Regions from separate parts of the Rattus norvegicus genome. Here region 1 is linked to region 2. A link is a contact called in public Hi-C data. All regions are on one chromosome and are shown on one strand. The core of a region is the stretch at or near the end of the contact, and the rest is flanking DNA. Distances in the headings are between cores, read along the strand shown. Region 1 holds the start of Nrarp (Notch-regulated ankyrin repeat protein). Region 2 has its middle 29 kb from the start of Noxa1.

The links. A called contact is a pair of places that touch in the nucleus more often than the background predicts.
Region 1: a contact with region 2 is called in a Hi-C map of kidney, with 4 times the contacts expected there. The contact joins the promoter of Nrarp here to the enhancer-like site in region 2. A contact is called at or near these places in 11 of 12 Hi-C or Micro-C datasets (the A7r5 cell line, the Rat2 cell line, Schwann cells and 6 more) and 1 of 1 datasets of contacts at active chromatin or transcription factors (oligodendrocytes).

What each region holds. Positions count from the first base shown.
Region 1 is chr3:28,387,713-28,392,404 of GRCr8, forward strand. Nrarp (Notch-regulated ankyrin repeat protein) reads left to right here and starts at 3,033. Exons shown (of 1, transcript NM_001143750.1): 1 at 3,033-4,692. The coding sequence starts at 3,386. The coding sequence ends at 3,730.
Region 2 is chr3:28,330,586-28,334,986 of GRCr8, forward strand. No RefSeq gene overlaps it. Among named protein-coding and RNA genes, the nearest start is that of Noxa1, 29 kb to the left of the region's middle. Within about 2 kb of position 2,631, at least 13 of the 93 cell types and tissues checked have an H3K27ac peak or open chromatin away from gene starts, as enhancers often do. A contact at or near this core is called in Schwann cells, where this site is marked.

The DNA of each region.
Region 1 (4,692 bases), core at 1,783-4,282, 58 kb after region 2:
CACAGTGGTAACAGAGCAGCTATGGTGTCTATCCAGCGTTGGCCTGCCATGCTGAGTGGCATGAGCAGGAGCCTAGTCACAGTGATTGTCTGCTGCAGTTCCTGCCGGCCTCCTTCCTCTGCTCTGCCGGCTGGCTGGAGCTCAGTGTTTGTTATTTGATTCCTATCCTCTCTCTTCTACCAGGTGTCTGGGCTGCTGGGAAGAAACACTCTCCTCTTTCCCACGCTCCCCAACACATTTTAATGAATTAGCTGGAAGCCCCGCCCCCCACTGCCCACTGGCCTCCCTCCCCTGCTCAGCGCCTTTAAGGTGGCTGCAGGCCTGGCCCAGCTTTGGCCAGCTGCCCTGTCTGGGCTGTCCTCCTATGGCCTCTCAGATTGCCTAGACTACTCCACCCAGATTTCCCCAACAGGGATTCCAGAACACTGTACATGCTACCCCTTCACAGCATTGCTCTCACAGCTGCTGGCTGCTGAGCACCCACCTAAGCAGGAAGGGAGCCAATCATCGAGAGGGAGAAGGATGCCCTTCCCGCTGTTTCCTTCTAGGAATGAGCAGATGGTGGTCAGGATGCTGCTGGGCCAGCATTCTTAGTCATTAGCAGGGAATAAAGGTCAGGGTCCAGTATCACAGCCAGAAGGGGGCCTCCTAGATCCCAAGCGAACATCACAAACACTGGAATTAATACTAGGTCCCCTGAGACTCCTGGGAGCACCCTCCCCCCCCCCCTCTCTTCAATAGCATGGAACAAATGTCCACCTTTTGGAAGTATCCTCCAGCAAACGTTTGGGTGGTGCTTACTAGAAACCAAATGCCCCACAGCCTTCCCCAAGCCCCTCCTTATCTGAGACAGCTACAGGAAGGCATGGGTGTGGGCCAGAGCACAGCCCTGGTAAAGGAGGGTGAGCCAGAAGGGGATCCTGTAGCCACCACCTAAGAAGTCCTTCAGGAAGCTGACCACGGCTCCATCTCAGCTGCACAGAGGTGGTGGCACACCAAGCACATCTGTCTGTGCTATGAGCCTAACACAGGGCAAAATGTCCTCAGGATAAGCTTTTACTACGATAGGACTGCCACACCAGCCATGCTATTCTGCAAGAACTAGCCGAGCCTTCCAGCTCTCACAGCCCCTGTGGTGGCGGCCTAGTGTTCCCACACTGAGCTCACACAGGGCCCCTTTGTCTGCCGCCTGCTGCGGATGTCAACAGGACTTTTCTCCCAGGCTCTGCTCTGGGCAAGCATCTCAGATGCCCTTCCTCAGGCCAGGCTGGAGCCCACCTAGGTAGGGGCCCATCCAGTGACCCATTCACCTTCAAGGGACAGCCCTGGGCTTGGTGAAAGTAAGGGCTCTGCTCACTCCAAGGTGTGGTCTCTGACTCCTGCCTGTCTAATACCTCGAAGCCCTATGCGAATGCATTTTTTTTTTTTTGGTTCTTTTTTTCGGAGCTGGGGACCGAACCCAGGGCCTTGCGCTTCCTAGGTAAGCGCTCTACCACTGAGCTAAATCCCCAGCCCCTATGCGAATGCATTAAACCACGGGCCAACCAGGAAGCAGATCCTGTCCTCCTATGCTCCCCTCCTGGGAGCTCCCGGAACTCCCTTTTCTCCCTGTGCTCCCTGTTCTGGGTTAGTGTTCTGTGACACAGCCTGCATCAGTCAGAATCCCCAACTGCACCTCAGTCTACCTGCACAGTGGAGAGAACCATACGGGTTCCTCTCAAGATCTTGGAACAGTGAGGCATAAGGTGTGGGATAGGGGACCAAATGGGCAGAACCCAATAGACCATGGATCGCAAGAAAACCAGAGAGGTCTCAAAGCTGGATACACGAGGTTCAGGTTCTTAGGCTACCAAAAGGTGAGCGTGACCCTTAAACAAGTTGACCTACTGGCAACTGCCCAAAGATGGTCACAGAGAGCCTACTTTCTCCATTCTATTTACCTATGGTTCCTCCCAGAGCTCAGAGTAAGGTTGGGGTCATGTGAGTATGATATAGTTCTGAGTCTGGAGCGTGAGCATCCAGCAAAATGAGCTTCCCCAGATGGAGCCTGGCAGGGTGGTCTGCCCAGCCGAGGCTTACAGTTGCCTGCTTGGAATTCCCAGTTAGCTTCAGAGGAAATCAAGTCCTGACGTGCCCTGCCTCCTGCTCTGTCAAGTCTTAAGATCATTCCTCCTTAATTTTCAGCAACCACAGTGAAGCTGTAAGCTGTAAAACAGGATGAGGAAATGTGGAGCCTTGCCTTCCCAGCCAGCACCAGCACCTCCTGCCTCCTGGTCAGTTGTTAAGAGTGGTCAATAAAACGTGGGGCTTATGGTTGGGAAATGAGTCATTTCAAAGCTCCCTCAGAGGGCAATGCTGTGGGTCTCACCAGCCAGCCCTATGTGTCGCGAATGCTGACAAGGGCTAAGCAGTGGAAACAACACATAAGGAGGAGTGGTGAGACTGCACACCATAACAGAGAGAGAGAGAGAGAGAGAGAGAGAGAGAGAGAGAGAGAGAGAGAGAGAATATATACCAGCCTGCCAAAGAAACCCCTACAGTGGGGGTGGCTTAAGGGCATGGAGCGCCTTTCATCAGTGTAAAGGGGCCAAACACAATTGCTGCTCAAGCTCCCTGGGAAGTTACACTTGAGTAGAAAGGACGAGAGTGATGGAGGACTACGCAACTTCGTGGAATTGCCACAGTGAACACTAGGTCCCAGCCTGGGAGTGTCTGCTCGAGGAACTCACAATTCCCGACATCTATGAAGGAAGAAGAAAACTGCGGAAGGCGGCTATACACCGGAGCAACCAGACCCAGGATCCGGCAGTGGTGCTGGAAAACCCCTGAGGCCGCCTGACCACCCCGTCTGGTGCTGGCTGAGATCAGCGCCCTCTATCCAGGAGGGAGCAGCCGCACGACCCCGCCTCCGCCCCGCCCCCACGTGGGCACCACCCAATCGAAAGTGCCCTGGTGTGTGCGTCAAGAGCATCCATTGTTATGCAAATATAAGAACCAACCGTAAAAACTCCGGGAAGCTGCGGGCGAATTAGAACTGTTTTGCAAAGGGACGCGGGTGGAGTTCCGCTGGAGCGAAGCCTAACCTCGAAGGGACCACGACTGCGAGTGTCGCGGCCTCCCGGCTACTCCAGGTCCTGCGAACCAGCACTCAGCCCTGTCGCCCGCCCGCTTGGGCGCGGCTGGATGCAGCAGGGGTCCCGCGCCTGCGGCCCTCGGCCCCCAGCGCCCGGAGTGCGCAGAGGCGGCGTGCGGGGCCCGAGGGCGCAGCGCCCTCCATGCGCCGAGGCGTACCTCGAGACACGCCCCGAGACAGCCCGGGGCCCGCATTGCAGCCGCCGCCCGCGCTGAGCCGGGGCGCGGCCCGGGGCCCTAGCTCTGCGGCAGCATGAGCCAAGCCGAGCTGTCCACCTGCTCGGCGCCACAGACGCAGCGCATCTTCCAGGAAGCGGTGCGCAAGGGCAACACACAGGAGCTTCAGTCGCTGCTGCAGAACATGACTAACTGCGAATTCAACGTGAACTCGTTCGGGCCGGAGGGCCAGACAGCACTACACCAGTCAGTCATCGACGGCAACCTGGAGCTGGTGAAGCTGCTAGTCAAATTCGGCGCAGACATCCGCCTAGCCAACCGCGACGGCTGGAGCGCACTGCACATCGCCGCTTTCGGGGGCCACCAGGACATCGTGCTCTATCTCATCACCAAGGCCAAGTACGCGGCCAGCGGCCGGTGATAGCCACCCCGACCCCGGACCCTGGCCTCACCTGCGTCGTCTCTGCTGTACCTTCCCGCCAACTACCTCGGTGTGCGCCAGGTTTGCTGGTCCGCGTGGAAATCGGGCTAGGTCTCTATGTCCACGGCCACGACCAAAGTAGCGCGTCCGTGGCCCCCTTAGTTCGAGCCTCCGCAATAGAGCGCCTCCCCTGGGCAGTCTTCTGAGCCCCGCAGGGCCCCAGAGCCTTCCCACGGCCCCCGACCGCCTAGAGGGTGGGGGCGGGGCGCAGGCTCCAGTCCATTTTGAAATTTGAGTCTCACACCGGGAGACTTCGGAATCCCGAGATACCGGATCCTCCGCTTGAAATGTTTTCTCCGGAAGGTGAAAGACGCGGGCGGACTCGCGCTCCCGCCGCCGCCCGTGAGACCCGCCCGCCCGCACTGTGGCTCCCACAACTGGCGGCCGCCAAGCAGCCACTACCGGGCTCCACCATCTGCGCGCCCTCTCACGAGGGAAGGGGACGCTCCGGGTTCCTGATGTCCTCAACTATTTATCACGTGTGTGTATATTTGTGGGTGAAGTTTGTGCGCCTGAGTTTTTTGTTTGGAAATATTGTGCGTGGTTATGGGAGAAAGATGCATTTTTTTTTCCTTAAAACTAAAAACTTGAGTCTACCATTTCTTGGTTGCACTGAAAATACCGCCTAGTCCTATGGTTTTCCCATTGCTAGCCCCTCCCCCACCAAGTCCCTAATCTTCCACACCTCATTCCTCTGTTATTCTCCCTGGATTCTGAGTTCAGGGAGCCCAGAATCTATCTCCCTTTCCCTTCCCGTGAGAGGCCACCATTCTCCACACCAGCTGGTTTAGCAAAGTTCCAAAGGGACCTTGAAGCCCGCGTGGCTGGGACGTGGGGATTCTGAGAGCATGTTACCCTTCCTAGTGACTTCTATTATAGTTAATAGTCGGTTGCACACTTTT
Region 2 (4,401 bases), core at 1,381-3,880:
GAGCTCCTCGTCAGGTTAAGCAGTCATCCACTCGCCACCCTGTCCAGGCTCTGCCTGTGAGCTTGACTCTCAGCATCCTGAGGGCTGTGTAGCCTGTACTCAGCCCACTCACCTTCCCGCCTTCTACCTACTGGCCCAGGCCAGAGGATCTGAGCCCTCAGCCCAGGCCAGCCCCAAGCTCTAAGCCTCCCTCTCCTCAAGCTAACTACCACATCCTCATGGGTTCTGGACAGTGCCTCACTGGAAACTGGGTATTGCGTATTTCTGCACATTTGCGGGCGGTGCAGTCAAGGTCGTCTCAGAGAGCTCCCCAAGTCGGGACACACCGGAGCTCCTTCCAAGCTCAGACCCACCATCTGTGCCATGAGGGCAAAGTCCACCTAGAGGACTCTCCATGCCTCTGATAGCCTTCAGAAAAGGGGGTTGGGACCCTTTTTCTGCTTCACGGTGCATGTGTTCAAGAGGGCAGGCAAAAGCCAGAAGGAAGCTGTTTGTAGTTCCGCATAGGGCTATATGGGACTGTGGGCCTTCCAGAATTGGAGCCTCAGGGACTGGCTCAGAAGCCCCCATACTACTTCATCTGGGGAAAGTATCAAGGTATAGATCCCACCCCAATGTTACTATCCAGAAGCCTGCTCATCACAGGCCCAGAGGAGCCCTTCTGAGAATGCCGACCAGCCCCTCACAGCGGTCCAATCTTGCCAAAGAACTTCAACAAGACTATGTGTAGCATGTGGCAAACATACCTAGGCTGGCAGGCCACCCTCCTGTCCTTTGTCCTGTTGTCAGCTGATTAATCTGTCTGTTTGCTGAGTAGGTCAGCAGGCACCCCAGAGAGAAACACTTGAAGGGCTGAGACTGCCCAGCATGTGCTGCCCACATCCTAGGTCGGAGTCTCTGGAGAACTTGTGTGCTGTTGGCATTGTGAGTTCTGAGTTAACTTTATTAGCATTGACATCGTGGGTGTAAGCCCAGGAGGTTATAAGAGGAACATCCAGTCCTAAAGTTCCATATTCAGAGTCCCAGACTCAGTCAGGAGGCCCAGGTCTGTATGAGGCCTTGGAGAAGGAGAGGCTTTTATCATGCAGCCTAAGATATACAGACCCAGCTTATGGTTAAAGATACCTCAAGTGGAACATGGCCGTGCATGCCTGCTGAACTCAATGAGGCCACCACTCGGTGAAAGGCATCATGACTTAAGCTGTGTTGCCACTGAGAACCAAAGAGGAGCACACTTCAGCAACAGGACAGTGCCTGGGGGCCACCAGGAGCCACCTAAACCTCTCAGACCTTGGTTGGCCCTGAGAGGAGGCCATGTGTCAGCAGTACCACAACTCACATAGCTTCATTTCCTGTCACACCTGCCCCTCAAAACTATTGAGGGGAACTGAGGAACCAAGATGGCCACACACCCAGGGACAATGTGGAGTTGGGTGTTGCCCCCCTTCACCCCCCAGCCATTCTAAAGGCTGAATGGCTGCTGTGCCTAGAAAGAGTGCTGGGAGGCAGAAGGCAAGCTAGTGTTTCGGGTGTCTTCTGTTACACTGAAGCTTTACAAAGAGTGTCTGGGGCTGCTGAATGTGCCTCTCTTGCTCTCCAAGGCAGACATCCTACACAAAGGGGGCTCTTGTCCCGCACAGGCCCTTTCTGAGAAGAAAAGCCATTGTCCAGGAGCAGGGCCGCCCAGCAGGCGGTGCATGCTCCAGTGCCCACCACCGCGCCCGTCCAAAGGGGCCCCATTCAAGCCTGTCTGCCCGGATTAGCAAGGACTCACGACTCAATGTGCCTCGATATTTCATGTCGAGGGCAGCGGCTGGCGCTGGCCAGAATCAATGCCTGCTTTTGTCTGCTGAGTTATTTTATTTACATTTTTAAAACAGCTTATCAAGGTAAAAAGATAGCTTTGCAAAAAAAAAAAAAAAAAAAAAAAAGTGTTTGGCTTCAGGCCGGCCCAGAGGTGGGAGGCTGGGCTGGCACTGAGGTCCTAGGCCAGCCATGCAGTCTGGTCCTAAGCCAGCCTGGGCACCTGCCCAGCCCTCCTGCCGTTCAGGAGAGTGGGAGAGCAGGGGAGACAGTTCCCTCAGGGCTACTCTGACCCAGCTGGCTGGTTATACAGCTCGGAGTGCCCCACCTGGGTAGTGGAGGGTCAGCAAAGGGTCCTAGTACCTCCATCAGCTGGTCCTGACCTCTCTCTCCTGTGGAACCAGCATCCAGGCCTCCTCGTCAGCCTCTACCTTGTACTGGACAGGCAGGGACTCTTCATTGCGAGCCTGGGCTTGCCAGGTCACCCAAGCACCGTTCTGTCATGGCCTCAGAGAAGGTTCAGCAGGAAAGATTCCTAGGCTGGTCCAACCATATAATAGGCCACAAAGGACCCTGGAGCTCAAGCTGGGCCAAAGCAGTGGGCTTCCTGCAGGAGGTGGCTCTGGGTTCTGTTGCTTCCCCTCAACCAGCAAGGGCAGCTGGCGGTAGCTAAATAGGACTGGGAAGGCTTCTCCCTTGTCCTGCCCAGGTAGGCCATAAAAATAAAAGCCTCCTGCCAACCTTCCTGCTGCCTCTGCAGATCCACACTGGATGGACAATGCGGCTTTGAACCTAGGAGTGCTGGCCACGCACCAGGCCACCTGGCCACTAGAGGGCAGCCTAGTGCACGGGGAGCTCCTGCCTGGCAGATATAAACTAGCCTGATTGTGCTCTGCTCTAAATGACCCCATATAGAAAGGATAAAGGAGCATCTCTAGCTCCCAGGATGCTCCTGGGTAGCCCATGTCACAACCTACCTAACAGATGAGGTTTGAGCCTCCACACCTAAGAAGCAGAGCCCACCCTGGGACAAGCCTCCCAGTCGGGCTGGGCTTGGGGAAGACAGACCATCTGGAACATCAGTAGGACACTAACAGTAAAGTTGAAGTTGTGGGAAGTCCCAGACCCTTCACCCATTGTCACTTACCACCCCTTCCAGCCTTCCTTCTCCCCAAGTCACTGGGCAGAGAGTCTGAAGCCACAATCAGAAGAGAATAGCCCAGTTTTTGGCTCCCCTGTCCCTGATGGAGGCAGGTCAGGGCCAGGAGAGGGGCCTTAGGGGACTCTGAGAGGGCATGGTCCTAACATGACATGTGTACGGGGTGCTGGGTATCCTTCCTTTCCCTGATATCCTGCAGCTTCCGGAGGACCTGTGACCCAGAAGACCCTTGTGTGAAGTTGTAGGTATGTCCTGGTGATCACACCCAGCCTCCTCTGCCCCCTGCAGATCCTAAGACCGTCCTCAGATCCTGTATTCCCCTTCAAACCGTGCATACCTTCCCCCTGCCCTGAGATCATCCCACGCCCTGTGCCCCATGGGGCCTGGTGAGGCCAAGCCCCCTGGATAAGAGCCAGCTATGGAGGCATTGGGTCAGCCCAGGGGAAGCCCAGCCCGAACCCCTTGGGCTAGATGCCGCCAAGCCTTTCCCAGGCCGCTATTTTGGGCTCTGAGCCTTGGGGGGCGGGGGTGGGGTGCCGGACGGCTCTGCTGCTGTGCATGCTGCTTGTTTTTGCTCCTGATGGGAGCGCGATATATGGAAATATTAATAGTATCCCAGGCTACGGTACGTGCTGGTACTCAGGGCCAGCATGTGCTCCGACGGGCGGTGGGAAGGTCTCAGCTCCGCCCACTCCCCATCAGATGATTCCCAGGCTGTGAATGCCCATTACCTAAAAAGAAGTTGGTTTGGTTATTTCAAATAACCATGACAGCCTGGAGACAGATCTGACTCTCCTTCCACTTCCCAACTCCTTGGAGCTGGATGACAGTGAGGTCTCTTTAAATAGAGCTCTGAGGAACTGTAGCCCCAGGAAGTTGATATGTTGCCCTCAGACCTCCGAGGCATGTGTGCACTTTGTTCTCTGCTGCACATCCCCAGGACTGACTACGCTGACCTTCTAGACCTGTAGATGCTCCTGGGAGAGATGGGGCAGCTGTGCATAGGTCACTGTGCGTCTCTTACCCCAACTGCCTGACCCTTGCACTCCCCGTGTAGAATTCTGGGGAGCGAGAATAAACAGGTGAGTTCTCCCAGCCCCTCAGAGACCTGTAGTGAACTTCCTGCTGTGAAACATAGATTCCCAGTGTCTCAGCCCAGCAGCTACATTGCTGGACATAAGAAGATCCCTGACTATGTCTGCAGTGACCAGCAATGACACAGAGGACAGGAGCCTCTCTGTGGCACTGTGCCCCCTCCTGAGCACGTGTAATCACTCTCTGTGTGTTGCCAGGCAATTGTGCTGGGCACGAAGTTGAAGCTGCAGCCTGAGCTCGTTATTGAAAAGGTGAATGTCTTTCTTATGCAAATCATTTAGGTTCAAACTTGGATAAAGCCCAGGTCTCCAAAAATAGTGCTTGGTGGGGGGTGGGGAGAGTCT